Regions from separate parts of the Mus musculus genome. Here region 1 is linked to region 2. Evidence: chromatin contacts called from public HiCAR-type data. All regions are on one chromosome and are shown on one strand. Each heading gives the region's core, a stretch centred on a gene start, on an enhancer-like site or on the middle of the called end of the contact. The rest is flanking DNA. Distances are from core to core; before and after follow the strand shown. Region 1 has its middle 21 kb from the start of Ephb3. Region 2 has its middle 39 kb from the start of Gm35913.

Region 1 (7,670 bases), core at 1,192-3,691, 210 kb after region 2:
CAAGGTGGGCGCATGGCAGCATCCAGGCAGGCATGGTGCAGGAGGAGCTGAGAGTTCTACATCTTTGTCTGAAGACTGCTAGAATACTGGCTCCCACGTGGTTAGGAGGAGGGTCTCAAAGCCATGCCCACAGCAACATACTTCCTCCAACAAGGTCACACCTCCAAATAGTGCCACTTCCTGGGCCAAACGTATTCAAACCACCACAGAAGTCATGACGAGCAAAGATCAACTATAAAAACAAGGCGAACCAATGCCTGAGCATGATCCACTGTCTGTTGGGTTACACTTACACTCTTTCCAAACATCACATGCCCTTTCACTAGACAGCTTCCAGAAAAATACCATGTGTCTGTTCTCAGCAAAACATCCCCTCACAAGGCAGTTTCCAGAAAACCCATCTCATGACACAATGGAGTCTCCAAAAAAAAACTGGAAATTCTTACTTCAGGATAGGTCTGCAAAATGTTCTGATCCTAAAAGTCACAGAAGAAAGCTTCCAAGACATGACTCATGAAGGATATGTGAGTGAAGGAGTTTGTGGAATCTTCTTTCATGATTAAGGAGAATTGCTGAGGCCAAATATTCGATGGGGGAATCTCTGAGAGGTCACCATGTGAAGCCATGAAGGGGAAGCCTGGTTTGCATCAGGATCCCAAGATTTTGAAAATACCAGAGCCATGACAAGCTACAAAGGATAGCTTCATAGAGAAAATGGAGCTAGCCCAAGAGAGAGCAGTGTGTTGCAGGTGCCAAAGTTGGAAAGTCAGAGCTACCTAAGCTCTCTGACACCAGATACAGAGACATAGGATTTGGATTACAGCTATTGTCTCACAGAGTATTGGTCTAGTTTTGGTCAAGTATTTTTTTCACTTAGCCTTCTTTCCTCACTTTTGGAATGGTGATGTATGTTCTGCACCATTGCATGCTGGAAATATATAATTTGGGGTTTTGCTTTTGATTTTTACAGAGGTTACAGGTAAGAGATTGTCTTGAGTCTCAGAAGAGACTTGGGCTTTTAAACCATGTTGAGATTGTGAAGTCATTTCAACTTTTACTAACTGCATTTTGAGCCATGTTATAGCCATATCCCTATGGAAACTGGGGAGACAATGTGGTAATTTCAGTGAGAATGGCCCCTATAGGTTCTTATGCTTGAACACTTTGTCTCCTATGGAAAGATCCTTTGTGAAGAATTGAGAGGTGTGGCCTTGATGAAGGAAGTGTGTCACTGAGGGTGGCCTTTGAAGTTTCAAAGGATTCTAATCATTTCCAGATCTCCCTCTCTCTCTCTTCATAAGTTACTGTGGTCAGTACCTTAACACCAGGATACAAAATTAACTAAGATGGATCTTAACAATGAGACAGCTAGAAAACCTGAAATATTTGAAAATAAATGAGCTATTTCTAAGTAAATTGTGGGTCAGAAAATAAATCACCAGAGACAATATTTTAAAAATGGATGGTACTGAAAATATAAAACAGCAAAACATATGAGCTGTGCCTGGACTGCACTTCTTAAAAAGTACAAAGCATCAGAAAGGAAGGGCTTAAAGGAAGTGATATAAGTGATATAAGATTGCACAGGAGGAGACAAGAGTGGGGAATGGGATAGGGCTGTTGGTAGAGTGCTTGGCCAACACAAGCAAAGCCTTGGGCTTGATCCCCAGCATTGCACAAACTTAGTATGCTGGCCAATACCTGTATCTAGCTCTCCACAGATGGAGTACAGAGATTCAAGGTCATTCTTAGCTACATAGCAAGTATGAGGCCAGCCTGGGCTACAAGAGATTGAGAAAGAAAGATAGATATTTAGAGAGAAAGGGAGGGAGGAAAGAAGGAAGAAAGGAAGGAAGCTGAGGTTACAACTCAGTGTGCAGTTGCTTTTTTTCTATAATTCTGAAGGCCCTGGAGTTGTACAGTAGAAGAAAAGGTAGCAACAGTTTAACTTACATCTCGACTGGAGGTTAAAGAGTAACTGAGTTAACTAGCTGGCTACAGATGGATCTGGGTCCTACCACAGTGCAGTTGTCCTTCAGCAGTTACAGGGGAGCAGTTCCAAGAACCCAGCTGCCAACAGTCAGCAGATCCTTAAATGCAAATTCCCTTTTATAAAATGATATACAGCATTTGCATGCAACCTACACACATCCTCCCACTAACAGTAAAGTTCTCTCTCTTCCTGGGCTCTCCCCCAGTCTCTCCCATATGTTTTAGATCAAACCAGATTCCTTGTGATACCTAATGCCAATGATACCTCAAAAATTGTTGTGCTGTATGATTTGACAAGAAAAACAGTATGTGTCGGTTCAGTATTGACATAATTTTTATTTCCATAACAATTTTTTAAAGATTTATTTTTATTTCATGTGTATGAGTATCCTGCTTGTTTATATGTATATCTGCCATGTGGGTGCCTGGTGCCCAAGAAGTCCAGTAGGGGTTGTCAGATCCCTTAGAACTAGAGTTACAGACTTATAACCATAAGTCATGATGAAGGCCCTATGGAAGAGCAGTGAGTGCTCTTAACCAATGAGCCATCTCTCTAGCCTTCTACAAATATGTTTGATCTGAACCTGTGGATGATAGAATCCAGTGAGTGGGGCTTTTCATATGTGACTGAATTTTATATAGTCTACTTTGCATTAAATACCATCTTTTGGCAACTGTTATAACTTTACATTTAATCTCAGCAATTTCGAAATAATTTTTACAGATTTATTTTATATTCAGTTATGTGCATATGTGTCCAGAAGAGGGTCTGGATACCCTGGATCTGGAATTACAGGTGGTCATGAGCCACCTAATGTGGGTCCTGGGTGCTCTGCAAAAGCAGCAATAATTCTTAACCACTGAGCCATCTATCTAGCCCAACTTCTAGCAGTTTCAAAGTTTATTTAAAATTTAGATAGAGAGCAGCTGGGCAGTGTTGGCATATGCCTTTAATCCCAGCATTTGGGAGGCAGAGTGTGGTGGTGTGGCCTTGTTGGAGGAAGTATGTCGCTGTGAGGATGGGCTTTGAGACTCTCCTCCTAGCTGCCTGGAAGACAGTCTTCTCCTGATTACCTTTAGAACAAGACGTAGAACTCTCAGCTCTGACTCCAGTGCCATGCCTGCCTGGATGCTGCCATGCTTTCTGCCTTGATGTTAATTGACTGAACCTCTGAACCTATATGTTAGCCCCAACTAACTGTTGTCCTTTATAAGAGTTTCTTTGGTCATGGTCTCTCTTCATAGCAATAAAAACCCTAACTAAAACAAAAGTTGGTACCAGAAGTAGAGTATTGCTGTGATAGGCCTAACCATGCTTTTGTTTGGAGGAATGTGGACTTTGGGATTTTGGAAAGCAGTGGAATGTTTTAAGTGAGGCTAAATGGGACATCCTAGTAAGAATATGGAAGACTTTGTTACTGAGAGTGATTTGAATTGTGCAGACCTGGCCCAAGAGGTTTCAGTGGAGAAGAATTTCATTTTGTGGCCTAGAGACAGTTTGTGTGGTGTTTTGGTGAAGAATGTGGCTGCTTTTTACCCTTGTCTGAAGAGTCTGCTTGTTGCTAAGGTAAAGGGATTTATATTAATTGCATTGACAAAAGAAGTCTTCAAAAAGCCCAGCACAGACTTTGTTCTCTGGCTTAGTCTCATGAAGAGTGTTTTGATCAAGCTTTGCAAGCTTTGAAAGGAAAAGTACAAAATCTATAGTTCAAATATTAGAGGGGCACCAGGAGGTAGAATGGAGCTGAATCCTATGATCAAGGAGATAAAAAGATTAAGAGATCAGTGACCTTGGGTCATTCAGCAAGATCCTACCCAGCTAAGCTTATTGTTTGATTTTGTTGTTGGTCAAGGAATAGTAATATCTAGGCATCATTACTGTTTGGTTGTTGCTTTTATTTGGACGTTTAATCTGAAATGAACAACAGTCTAGAAAATGGAGGGCACACCTTGATCCAGATCTTGGAGCTGGAAGACATAGGATGTTCAGGCATAATGGCCATGAAACACTTAGGCCCAGGCATGTTGGTACATGCCTTTAATCCCAGGAGACAGAGGCAAGGAGATCTCTGAGTTCAAAGTTAGCCTGGTACAGAGCTTAAGTCCAAGCATGTTGGTACTCTGTTGTGGAAAATATTTAAAATTCCAGCCCAGGGCTTCTACCCTGCCTTGGTTATCGAGTTCCTGAATGAAAGACACATTCCCAGCCTTTATATTTACAATAAGTCCTAAACAGCACAATAGCTGGGCAGCTGCCTACCCTCCATGCTGTAGAATGTACTTTCCTATTGATAACCCCGAGTTATTACTTACTATTTACTGTATTCCACCTGGGCTACTCTTAACTCCAACTGGGCAGCCCTCAGGGCCTTGATTTCTTGACCCTTAACCCGTGGTGGCTTCTCCTTCCTCCTCTCCTACACATCCTTCTTCCTTGTGGTCCTCTATCCCCCAAGCCCCTGAAACTCAAATCCCACCAATGTCTCTTCTGCCCAGCTACTGGCTGTGGGCATCTTTATTTACCAACTAGAAATAACTTGGGACAGGGTTACTTAGAGTCTTACAGTGCAGGGACTCTCTGTCTGTAGGGCAACCAGCCTTGGGTGCCCCAAATTAGCATTAGAATACAAGTAGCAGTAGGCCAACCCACTACAGTACAGGTCTTTAATTCCAAATTCTGGAGACAGAGCCATGCAAATCTCTCAGTTCAAGGTCACTCTATGAATCAAGTTCCAGGACAGCCAAGCAGAGTCAGTGAAGGAGGTAGAAAGCAGAAAGCTGGTGATAATGTAATAGAACAAGGGTTCCAGCTCCAGCAAGTAGCAGAACTCAGCAGCTTTGGCCATGTGGCTCTGGCTTTAGAATCAAGAATAGAAGGGACTACTGGGACAATTGATGCTGGGTAGCTGGAACTAAGAAATTAGCAGTGATTAAGAAGAGACCAGCATCACTGAGGTGAAATCTTCTGGGAAGTGTTTACTGAAAGTACAAAGAAGTTGTGTTCCAGAGATAATCAAGGTTGTATCTTGTGCTGCAGCTGGACTTGGTAATGTATAATAACCACGAAGGTGGTACTGGTTTTGAAGGCATGTAGGAGTCATGAAGAGCAGCTGAGGCTTGACACTGTGAGAGGCCAAGGAAGGGCATGGGTGAAGGTACAGCCTCAGTTGCAGTTGATGGCCCAGGACTGAAGACGTCGTGCAATGAAGTTGAGGTCTACACCATGAAGAGAGACTGTGAGAGGTTATTGTTGACACTTAGTTATAGCAGAAGACCCCAGAATATTGGAGATGCCAGTACCATGTGATGATCATCAAGAACACAGCAGCAGTGAGTGGAGTTAACCAGAGCCTAGAGTGCTACAGAGGGCAGAGCTGGAGAAGTGACTCATGCCCTTTGGAGGAACCTGGAAGATCACTATAGATCCCAGACATTGGAACAATAAGCTATAAAGTTGAAGTTGCCTTGGAAACCCCAAGATATTTGAGATGCCAGAACCATAAGAGAGCGGCTGCAGAGGAGAGCAGCTAAGAAGGATTGGAACCAGCCCAAGAGAACCAAGTTTATAGCTGCTGAATGCCAGATCAGCCAACAGCACAGACCAACACTGAACCCTAGATATAGCAACATTCCTCTAGGAGACCAGCCAGCAACCTAGTGGCAGGGTGACCACAATGGACCACTTTGTTTTGTTCTTACTGGAGTAGGTACTCATTCTGGTTATGAATGGTTACCTTTCCTGCGTGTAATGCTTCTGCCAAAACCACCACACAGAGGAAGCCAGATCTCTGAGTTCAAGACCAGCCTAATCTACACATCGAGATCTAGGACAGCCAGGGTTACACAGAAAAATCCTGCCTCAAATGATAACAACAAAAGTTGGAGGGGGCTGGAGAGATGGCTCAGTGGTTAAGAGCACTGACTGCTCCTCCAGAGGTCCTGAGTTCAATTCCCAGCAACCACATAGTGGCTCACAACCATCTGTAATGGGATCTGATTCCCTCTTCTGGTGTGTCTGAAGAGAAATACAATGTACTTACATAAAATAAATAAATAGATTTAAAAAAATGTTAGAGACAGTGAGAGTAATGGGTTTCTCTATGGCTTTTTAAAATATCTATAACTATACTTGGTTCTTTTTTTAAAGATGTATTTACTCATTTTGTCTATTTGAATGTTCTATCTACATCTACATGCCAGAAGAGGGCATCAGAATTCATTATAGAGGGTTGTAAGTCACCACATGATTTCTGGGAATTGAACCTGGGTCCTCTGGAAAAGCAGTTAGTACTCTTTTCCACCAAGCCATCTATCCAGCCCCTGTACTCAGTTCTTCCTCCAGATATATAAGTTTATCAGGTTTCCCAATGAGGAAACTATGGCAGAGACAAATTGAATTGCTTCTGATACAATGCCTGAGCCTGGGCTTGAATTCTCAGAGCTGGGAGTTTACAGAAACTGGTCAACACTGCTGCCATTTAAAGGGTATATAATATCTAAGTGTTTGGATCAGCCATACTGTATTTATTCATTTTCATACTGTCAGAGATTGAGAGTGTATAACATGGGCTCTGCAAATGTTACTATGTATGTTTCCTTCTAACTGAAGTCTTTCCTGCTAGGAGAAGGGGACTTCTAAGACTCAAAGCTAACCAAATTTTCAGGTCTCAGGAAGCTCAGAAGTTACAAGATTCACAAAACTATGAAGGCAATCAGATGCTGGGAGAAGAGCCTCTCTGATGGTGATGGTACTACCAGCAGTTCAGGAGGTAGCGCCTGGGATGCCCTGAGGCATCACCCAGGCTCCTCGTGCATTGCCCACACTCCTCCCAAGTCTCATCACACAGCTCCGTGGTTTGCCCATCTAGACTTCGGTGCATGAATTTCTTTCCTCTGTGGTTAGTGCCCTATTTGAAATATCTACTCACACATTCCCAGGAAAAAGTCAGACAATTAAATACCCACTTTGGAGATCTTAAATTCTCCTGCATAGTATGTGTTGGCTCTTTGGGATTAATTTTTCTTTTCTTTTCTTTTTTTAATTTTCTTGTTAGCTGAATGAGCTGAAAAGCATGTTTTTTTTTCCTCCGAATTACATGCCGCATACAAATGACCTCATTATTGACAAGGCATTCACTGTTGAAGGTTAAATGTTTGGCACAGCTCTCTCAGTCTAAAAATTATTCTCTATAAAATAATAATCTGCTTTTGTTTATTTTTGAGCCCCAAAGATACTTGAGTAGACAGACACAGTTTCCTCGTCTTATATAACAGTGAAAATGCTTTTTTTTTTTTAAATTGGCAAAGCATATCACAGCTTATCTAGTCCAATTCTTCAACTGATAGAAAAAGAGGGTTCTAAAAACAGCTGGGCAAAAATAGAAATATTATAAATGGCATCACATTTTTTACTTAGAGGGCAAGCTTGCTCTCAGAGTCTGTGTAAATGCTTCTGGGAGTGGAACTGCAGCTTGTGAACAATTAGCCGCCATGAAAGCCTTACCCACAGGAAGCGACTAAACAGCTCACTGACAAAATCACTCAGCTTTTGACTGATCTGTTAGGAAATCACAGCTTGACTGGACGCTTAGTTATATCAAGCCCTGCGCTCAGCAAGACACACTATTCCTCGGGTTTCATCCTTGCCACAAACCTAAAGGCAGCTACTGTGAGTGTCC
Region 2 (7,679 bases), core at 383-2,882:
AGTTTGTGCTGCCACTTGATAGCTAATAATTTATGATACCTGACTTTTCCATATGTGATGATGTGACAGCCAGCCTAACCTAATGGCACTGTGTTATTGCCTGCTCTATCCCAGTCAGTTAGAGACACTTCCCCCAGAGTGCTCAGACCTGTGTAAAAATTTATGCATAACTCCTCTATAATGGCTAAAGAAACTTAATAAGGTACCAGGCATCCTTACAGGCCATTGACATTTGCCCTGGAATGCCTGTGAGAACCCAGCAGCCCGCAGGTGAGATGGGAACAGGGTAATGTTCCTGCTGTAAGGTATTTAATCATTTGCTTTCTGCTTTTGTAAACTCACTTTTGGCTTCGGAATGAAGTAGTCTTTTTATCAGTATACTTGGAAAGAGAAACAGCTGGGGGGAATAGAACAATTCTGTTGCCCAGATGTGGATTCCACAGATAATTGTAAGGCACAGCTTTGGTATCCACCTTGACAAACCTTCCCTTCAGCTCCGAATGCTTTTTGAGTATAAGGCTCCTTCCTTCTGCTAGTTGTAAGAATAAATTTATTTAACTTAGATTGGAATAGAATCTAAGCCTTTAGTCTTCCCTAGTGGATTTAAATGCTACATTTTGAGACACTAGGGAAATTCCTGGGAGAACCCAGAGTCAGGGCCAGGAATCCAGGATCAGCCCTACATGGGGAACCAGTAAAAGGATAGGCCGTCAGAAACTAGGATGTCTATGTCTGGGAAGCCCAAAAGGGATAAGCCCTGGGAGACTTGGAAGATTGGGATGCACACAACCATGGCTGTCACAAATTAAGTCATTAGTAGGGGACAGGCCCTGAGAAAGCAAGTACAAAGCAAACTTGAAAAGCCCTGGGTATCTCAAACTATGACAACCAAAAATGTGCACATTAAAATCAAAACACAGTAAAAACTGCCAGGTAACACACATCTGAAACTCAGACTCACTGGTAAATTGATCTGTTTTGTTTTGGAGTCTGGATATTTATAGAGATATAGGAAGATTGGATACAATCATAGACTTTTATCTTAAAGAGAAAAGGAGTATTTTGTTCTTCTGGTTTTGGTGGTGAATGAAGGCAGCCACCATACATCTATATATCTGAGTTTGCTTGGCTTCCTCTGACTATGTTGGGGGTACTGTTGCTTTATATTATTGTCTACTCTCTGCTGGATTTGTGTTTTCAAGTTTAATTGCAGGAACAGGAGCTGGACCAAGTACAACCAACTTGCCCCTGGACTGCATGCTACAACACTCCTATGAATTCTATAAGGTGGAATATGGAGCTAAGTTGTCACCACAAAACCTCTACAACCTATGCAGACTACAGTGACCCACCCTTGATGTGGGATGGCCACAAAAGGGGTCATTTGCTCCTTAAATTTTCAGGAAAGTCTGGCAGAATGTCACAGAGAATTCTGGTCCCCCAGATCAGTTTCCTTTCATGACATCTGGCTCTCCCTCCTTCTAGAGCCCCCACATGGCTGAGTGTTATGCACTTAAGCAGGGTTCTTCTGTTTTATCTGTTTTTAATTACCAAGCCTGAGGGCCAAAGGCTGAGTCAAAATCTTGGCAAAATATCAGTCTCTCTGTTCTAGTTCCCACAGAGCAGAAGAGGAGGTAGAAACCTTACAATCCCTACACCCACCCAGTCCAGGATCCAACTGTGCCTAAAGGGGAAACCTATGCCTGTGGTCCCTTAAATCTATCCTGATTTTGCTTTCATCCTCACTCAATTTCCCTTCACCCCTGCCTGCCTGGTCCTGACCTCCCCATACTTGAAGAGGACTACATTCCACCCCACCCAAGCCAGGCTGTCTTCCATTTCAGAGAGGTACTTCTTACTGGCTCCAACCTCTGGAGGGGGAAGAGACCAGTGGGAGAGAGACAGAGGCCTAGACCCTTTTGTAGTTTATGTTCTTTTTTAAACCAGTGATCTTTATAACTAGAAATTCTAGAATCCTTCTTTTTCAGAGAAGACACAGGTCCTTATTAACTTGCTGGAAGCTATTCTCTTCACCCATCAGCCCACCTGGGCAGAGTGTGAGCCACTCCTGGGTACCCTCTTTGCTTCTGCAGAGAGAGACCAAATCATGATAGAGACCAGAAAAAGCTCCTGTGTGTGTACAGGATTGGATGCAGAAATGAGGGCCAAGCAAATACTGCTCTTAACCTTGTAGGACCTCACCACTGATCAAGGTGTGTGTGGGGGGTGGGGGTGGGGGAACACACACTTGAGACCTAGCAACAGGTTCTCCTGACTAGAATAAGAGCATTAGTTAAAAGGCTGACAAACATGTCAAAAGTTACAGAGGTGGTGACCAAGGAAAGTCAAGAATCCTTTGCTGGGCTCCCAGAACACCTCAGAGGAGCAGAGCAGAAGTTCATGCCCATTGACCCAGATAGTCCAGAGAACCATTGTGCTATTAGTAATGCCTTTGTAACAAAGTTAGCTCCTGGTCACAGAAAGTTATAAAACTTACAGAGTTTGAAGGAATAAATAGATCACAGCTGTTAGAGACAGAGACCTGGATGAGAGAAAAGAAAGAAAACTGTCTAGGATAATGGTAGCCATGCTCAGGGAGCTGAAGGGTGCCAGGGGCCCAAGGGCACTTAGGAGTTCCACAGACATCCAAATCAGCCCTGGGCTGGGCCAAGCTATAAAGGGACTAGTGAGCCCATTGTAGAAAAAGATGGCATTGAAAAAAAAATGTTCAAAACCTGACAGATGAGAAAAAACAAAACAAAACAAAACAAAACTGATTCTCTATCTGAATGGGTCAGAATGCTGGGGCTAGAGCTCCATGCAAATAAACTCCCAGGAGCCCATGGTCACATGAAAAATACAGGGAAAACTATCTGGTTCCTGGTAGACAGACAGTGTAGTCCATTCAGTGCTGACCCAACCTCAGTGCCCCATGACTAAAGAGAAAATTACCATTCAAGAGGCCACCTATTCCTGGACCATCAAATGAGAAGTAGATAGTTAAGGGATGGCTGACTCCATTTTTCTCTTAGTTAAACAATGTTAGACTTTGGTTAACTTGGGTTTTTTGTTCAATTTTTTGTTTTGTTTTGGTTTGGTTTTCCTGAATAATCTTATGAGTTACACACTGCAAATTGTCTCCATTGTTCTGAGAATTGACTGGCCATAAAATGTTTCATGCTATCTGATCAAAACTAAGTAACATGTATTTTTCCTATGTTCATAAAAATAACTGCAAAATTCCATTTTTAAAATCACTTGCTTTTTTTTTTTTTTTTTTGCCATAAAAAGGCCTTTTTGTTTATGGTCTGGGCCACTTTCATTCTCCTACTCCTGAGGTAAATGTAAGTCTGTCATGGCCATAAAAATAAAAGTTTTGCCTTGCAGCATCTTGGTGTTAGCTCCTGATTTTTGTTAGCTGCAGATAATTCTGTTGACCTGCCCTCAGGAACCTAGTAATTGCTTACACCATTGTCTTCCACCTCAGTCAGGTATGTGTGCCAGATACAAGTAACACCACAACTCTCTCTCTTTCTCTCTCTCTATCTGTTCTCTACTTGCCCCCTTTTTCTCTGCCTTCATGGCTCTTCTCCCATCTGTCTGTATGTCTACATGCCAACTCATCTGCCTCTGCTCCTTCCCAAGTCCTCACTCCTCTACCTTCCCCCAATAAACCCCTTTCACACCAGATCTATTGCATTGGGAAATTACTCAGGGATACCCCTCGTCATGGGCTGCCCAAGGTACTCCTCTCAGCATTATATTTCATAACAGTTTTCAAGTTTATTTACTTCCCTTAAGTCCTGGATGGGATGGTAGTTTTTGGTGCCTGTTTAAATCCAAGACATTGGATGAGGAACAGGAACATACTCTTTCATTGTAATGCCAGACTGTCCACATCCTGTAGTTGGTAGAAATTTGTTAAGAAAACTTGGTGCCAACATCATATTTGACAGGAACAAAGCTACTCTGCCTGGGAAGCCCACAATCAGCAATCATGGTAACCTGCCCCCTATCAGAGGAATAAAAAAATGACAGAATTAGATACTGAAAAACTAGGAATGCATGACTCTTTTCTGACAAAACTAATGCTAAACCTCCCTAGAGCATGGGCTGAGACCAAGCCCCTGGCCTGGCTTCCCATCGACCACGAATTATTGTTCAATTCTCTAAATCAACTCTACCTGAAAGAGTAAAACAATGTCCCATCTCAAAGGAGGTCAAACCAGATATCAGGAAACACATCAGCCACCTTATGGAAGCAGGGATTCTAGTGCCTGGGCACTCTCCATGGAACACCCCATTGTTCCCAGTTGTTAAGCCAGGTACTAAAAACTATCATCCTGTTCAGGACTTAAAGGGAGTAAATAAATGAATGGAGTCTATATATACAATATTACTAAATCTTTATACACTGCTTAGACTATTAGAATAAATGACCCTTTCATGGGGGTCACCTGAGACCATCAGAAATTGAGCACTTATTAGAGCACAATTGGACCTTTCTAGCCGACACATCATGGCCCTGCTGCTGAAGCATTTATAGCAGCTCCTCCATGGAATGTTGGCATTTCTCCAAGGGGCGTGTAGTGATGAGATTATCCACATACTGCAAGAAAGTAGCATTCAGGTGCCCTTGACAGTACTCAAGCAGATATGCACTAAGAGTCTCATCAAAAAACAATGTTGGGGAATTTTTAAATTTCTGTCAGCTGATTTAAGATCTGTCCATTTAAATGCAAATATAGGCTGACTCATATGAGCCAGAGGCATAGATTAAAAAAAAAAAAAAGCACATTTCAGATCCAGAACAGTATAAACCACTGGCTCTCAAACTTCCTAATGCTTTGAACTTTAATACAGTTCTTCACGTTGTGGTGACCCTCAACCATAAAATTATTTTCATTGCTACATTATAACTGTAATTTTGCTACTGTTATGAATCACAATGTAAATATCTTATGTGGGATATTGCCTAGAGGGTAACAACAGAACTTTGTTCACAAGGAGGACTCAAGCTACTCTAAATATCTCTGCACTGTAGGACATGAGGCAAGTGAGACAATTCCTGAAGACATTCAGACATTGCAAACTATGGACACCCAACTTTGTTGAAATAGCAAAGCCAATGTGCCAGAGCCTGGGAGAAAATGGCCCTCTGAGGTGGAAGGGCAGAGAGAAGGAAGTGTTTCAAAACAAAAGAACTTTGATGTCAGCCCCATCTAATTAAACTTTTTTCATGTTTATGGATAAACAAAACAGGGTGGCAAAATGTGTACTGGTTCTAACTTGGACTCTGGAGCAGCTGCCTAGAGTCCTCTTGCATCAGGATGGCCAGCTGGCATCTGGGCAACTGCTGCCACATACTGTTGTCAAAGGAAACTGATAAACTGACCATAGAACAGAAGTTGAATGTGGAATCTCTCTCTCTCTCTCTCTCTCTCTCTCTCTCTCTCTCTCTCTCTCTCTCTCTCCTGCTTTCGGGGAACCTCTGCTCACTGGGGGAAGGGAGGAGGGACTCTGGAACGTAAAACCATGCCAGGAAGTTTGGTAAGATAGAGCAGGTTGAGACCTGGATACTCAGTGGGCACACACCTGAGACTTAGGTGACTCTCTGCTCCCTGCCAGATTCCTGGCATAAAACAAGTGCTACACTCCTCACATAAAGAAATGTGATCTGTGGTCACATAGGCCAAGAACAGAGTTCTCCATGCTAAGGAGGTACCTAGAGGCCTGGAAGGCTTAGCCAATAAGCTTCTTTTCCCAGACATTCCTCCTTGCAAAAGGTATTTAATCTCAGATATTCCCTGAGAAGTGGGTTTGGTACACTATTCATCCATTTCCCACCATGAACAACCAATAAATAGTTTAGAACTACGCACTATCTCTTTTATCAAGATCTGCCATGGGGAGCCACGGAGAAGGCATTTGCCTATGGAACCACAGAAGGCATAATTCTCCCACAGAAGGCATCTTTCTGTGCTCTGAACCATAACTTGCCTCTGCCAGACTAAAGACAGACACCCATGGGACAAGCCAGAGCTCCCTTTTTTCGCTGGCCCTGGGCTAAATGCTGCCCCCAGCCTATTGGCCCCTGACTCCATTCACTGCTCTTCTGACACTCCCAGTGGTGCTTGGATGTCTAAAAGTCTGAGAACCCCATGGCCCCAGCCTCCTTGCAGGACAAAGGAAACATGAGGCAACTCCAGACTTCCCACATCTCAGACTATGCTATCCTACACATGTAGTCATCCAGCCCAGCACCCACTGTGGCTGCAGCATGGGATAAGCACAGTCAAACTTCCTGCATTCTTCCTCCCCAAGAGGCCAGGCCCAGTAGTGGAGTGAACCAGGACCCACAGGGGACCAATACAAAGCTTGCTCACCATCAGGTCCCCAGTATTAGGGTTTTTGCCTTCTATAGTATTTAAGGGTTTTGAGCAGAGACCCTTCAGAGTTAGTAAAGGACATACTCCAACAACAAAGACTCAGCACAAAGGAGATTTATTACCTCAGAAGGGCAAGTAGTGGGTGAAGGGCTGCCTCTGGATCAGGCAAAGACAGGCAGCAAGCAGCAGCAGTTGCTCTTTCCAGGAGTGGCTTTTTAAGGAGAAAAATGATAAGTCTGTGGTTGGGTGAGTTGATAAGCCCTCACTGGATAGGATAGCCAGTGTAGCCAAATAATAACTTTTGATTGCTGGGCTTTGGTGGTTAGTCTCAGGAATGAGTCAGTGGCCGAAGGGAATAGACTTTTGCCTGAGTCTGACCAGCCAGCTTACAGCTGTATCATTGACCACCTGCAGTATGGATGGCCAGATCTCTGAGACCTGCCCCTTGGAAAGGCAGGTGCAACATTATTTACTGATGGGAGCAGCCATGTGCAGTATAGGATTAGGTATGCAAAGGTGGCTATAGTGACACTCACAGGGGAAATCTGGGCCCAATCTCTGTCTCAGTGGACATCAGCTCAAAAAGCAGACCTGGTAGCCTTGACTCAGGCACTAAGTTGGGGAAGTGTCTTGTACCAGGAGCATAAAAGGAAACTGAAAATAAGAGATCTCAGTCCTCCTAGCAGCTATTTGGTTGCCAGAAAGACTTTCCATCATCCATTGCCCAGAGCACCAGAAGAGGACTTAACTGAAGCCCGAGGCAACAGATTTGGTGATACCATGGCAGAAGGACAGCCACTGAGCCAATGTGGCCACTACAAACATTGGGCCCTGTAGCATGCAATTTAAAAACAAAAACAAAAACAAAAACAAAATCTACGCTGGTTTCTGCTAGGTGCCAGCATCAGTGGTCTCGCCCATACCCCATGACTTGCTCAGTGCCCTGCCACTTTGTCTGCCCCCATCTGGTGGTGGTCTCTGTCTGTTCCTAGCTTGGTGCAATGGCCCAAGACCATGACTGCTGCCGTTTCTCTAGCCAACACCTCTCCCACAAACACTGCCTCTGCCACTTCAGAGCTCTGAGATTGCTCTTTTGCCATCCTGTAGCCTCGGTTGGCTCAAACCTGTTCCACCACTGTGAAAGAGACCATGTAGGGTTTAGTCTTATGACCTAGATAGGTCTATTGTTCTGCCACCTCTGCGTCTGTCTCCAAGACACCACTATCTGCTGAGAGGCTGAACCTGTTCTCCTGACGCTATCCCAATGAAACAAGAGCCTGGCATTGTGGG

What was found. HiCAR-type assays count read pairs that join an accessible place to other places.
Region 1: a HiCAR-type map of kidney shows a contact between it and region 2, with 3 times the contacts expected there. The contact joins two enhancer-like sites. A contact is called at or near these places in 2 of 115 datasets of contacts at active chromatin or transcription factors (embryonic stem cells and kidney) and 1 of 9 other capture datasets (embryonic stem cells).

What each region holds. Positions count from the first base shown.
Region 1 is chr16:21,180,255-21,187,924 of GRCm38.p6, forward strand. No RefSeq gene overlaps it. Among named protein-coding and RNA genes, the nearest start is that of Ephb3, 21 kb to the right of the region's middle. Within about 2 kb of position 2,442, at least 7 of the 459 cell types and tissues checked have an H3K27ac peak or open chromatin away from gene starts, as enhancers often do. A contact at or near this core is called in kidney, where this site is marked.
Region 2 is chr16:20,971,024-20,978,702 of GRCm38.p6, forward strand. No RefSeq gene overlaps it. Among named protein-coding and RNA genes, the nearest start is that of Gm35913, 39 kb to the left of the region's middle. Within about 2 kb of position 1,633, at least 5 of the 459 cell types and tissues checked have an H3K27ac peak or open chromatin away from gene starts, as enhancers often do. A contact at or near this core is called in kidney, where this site is marked.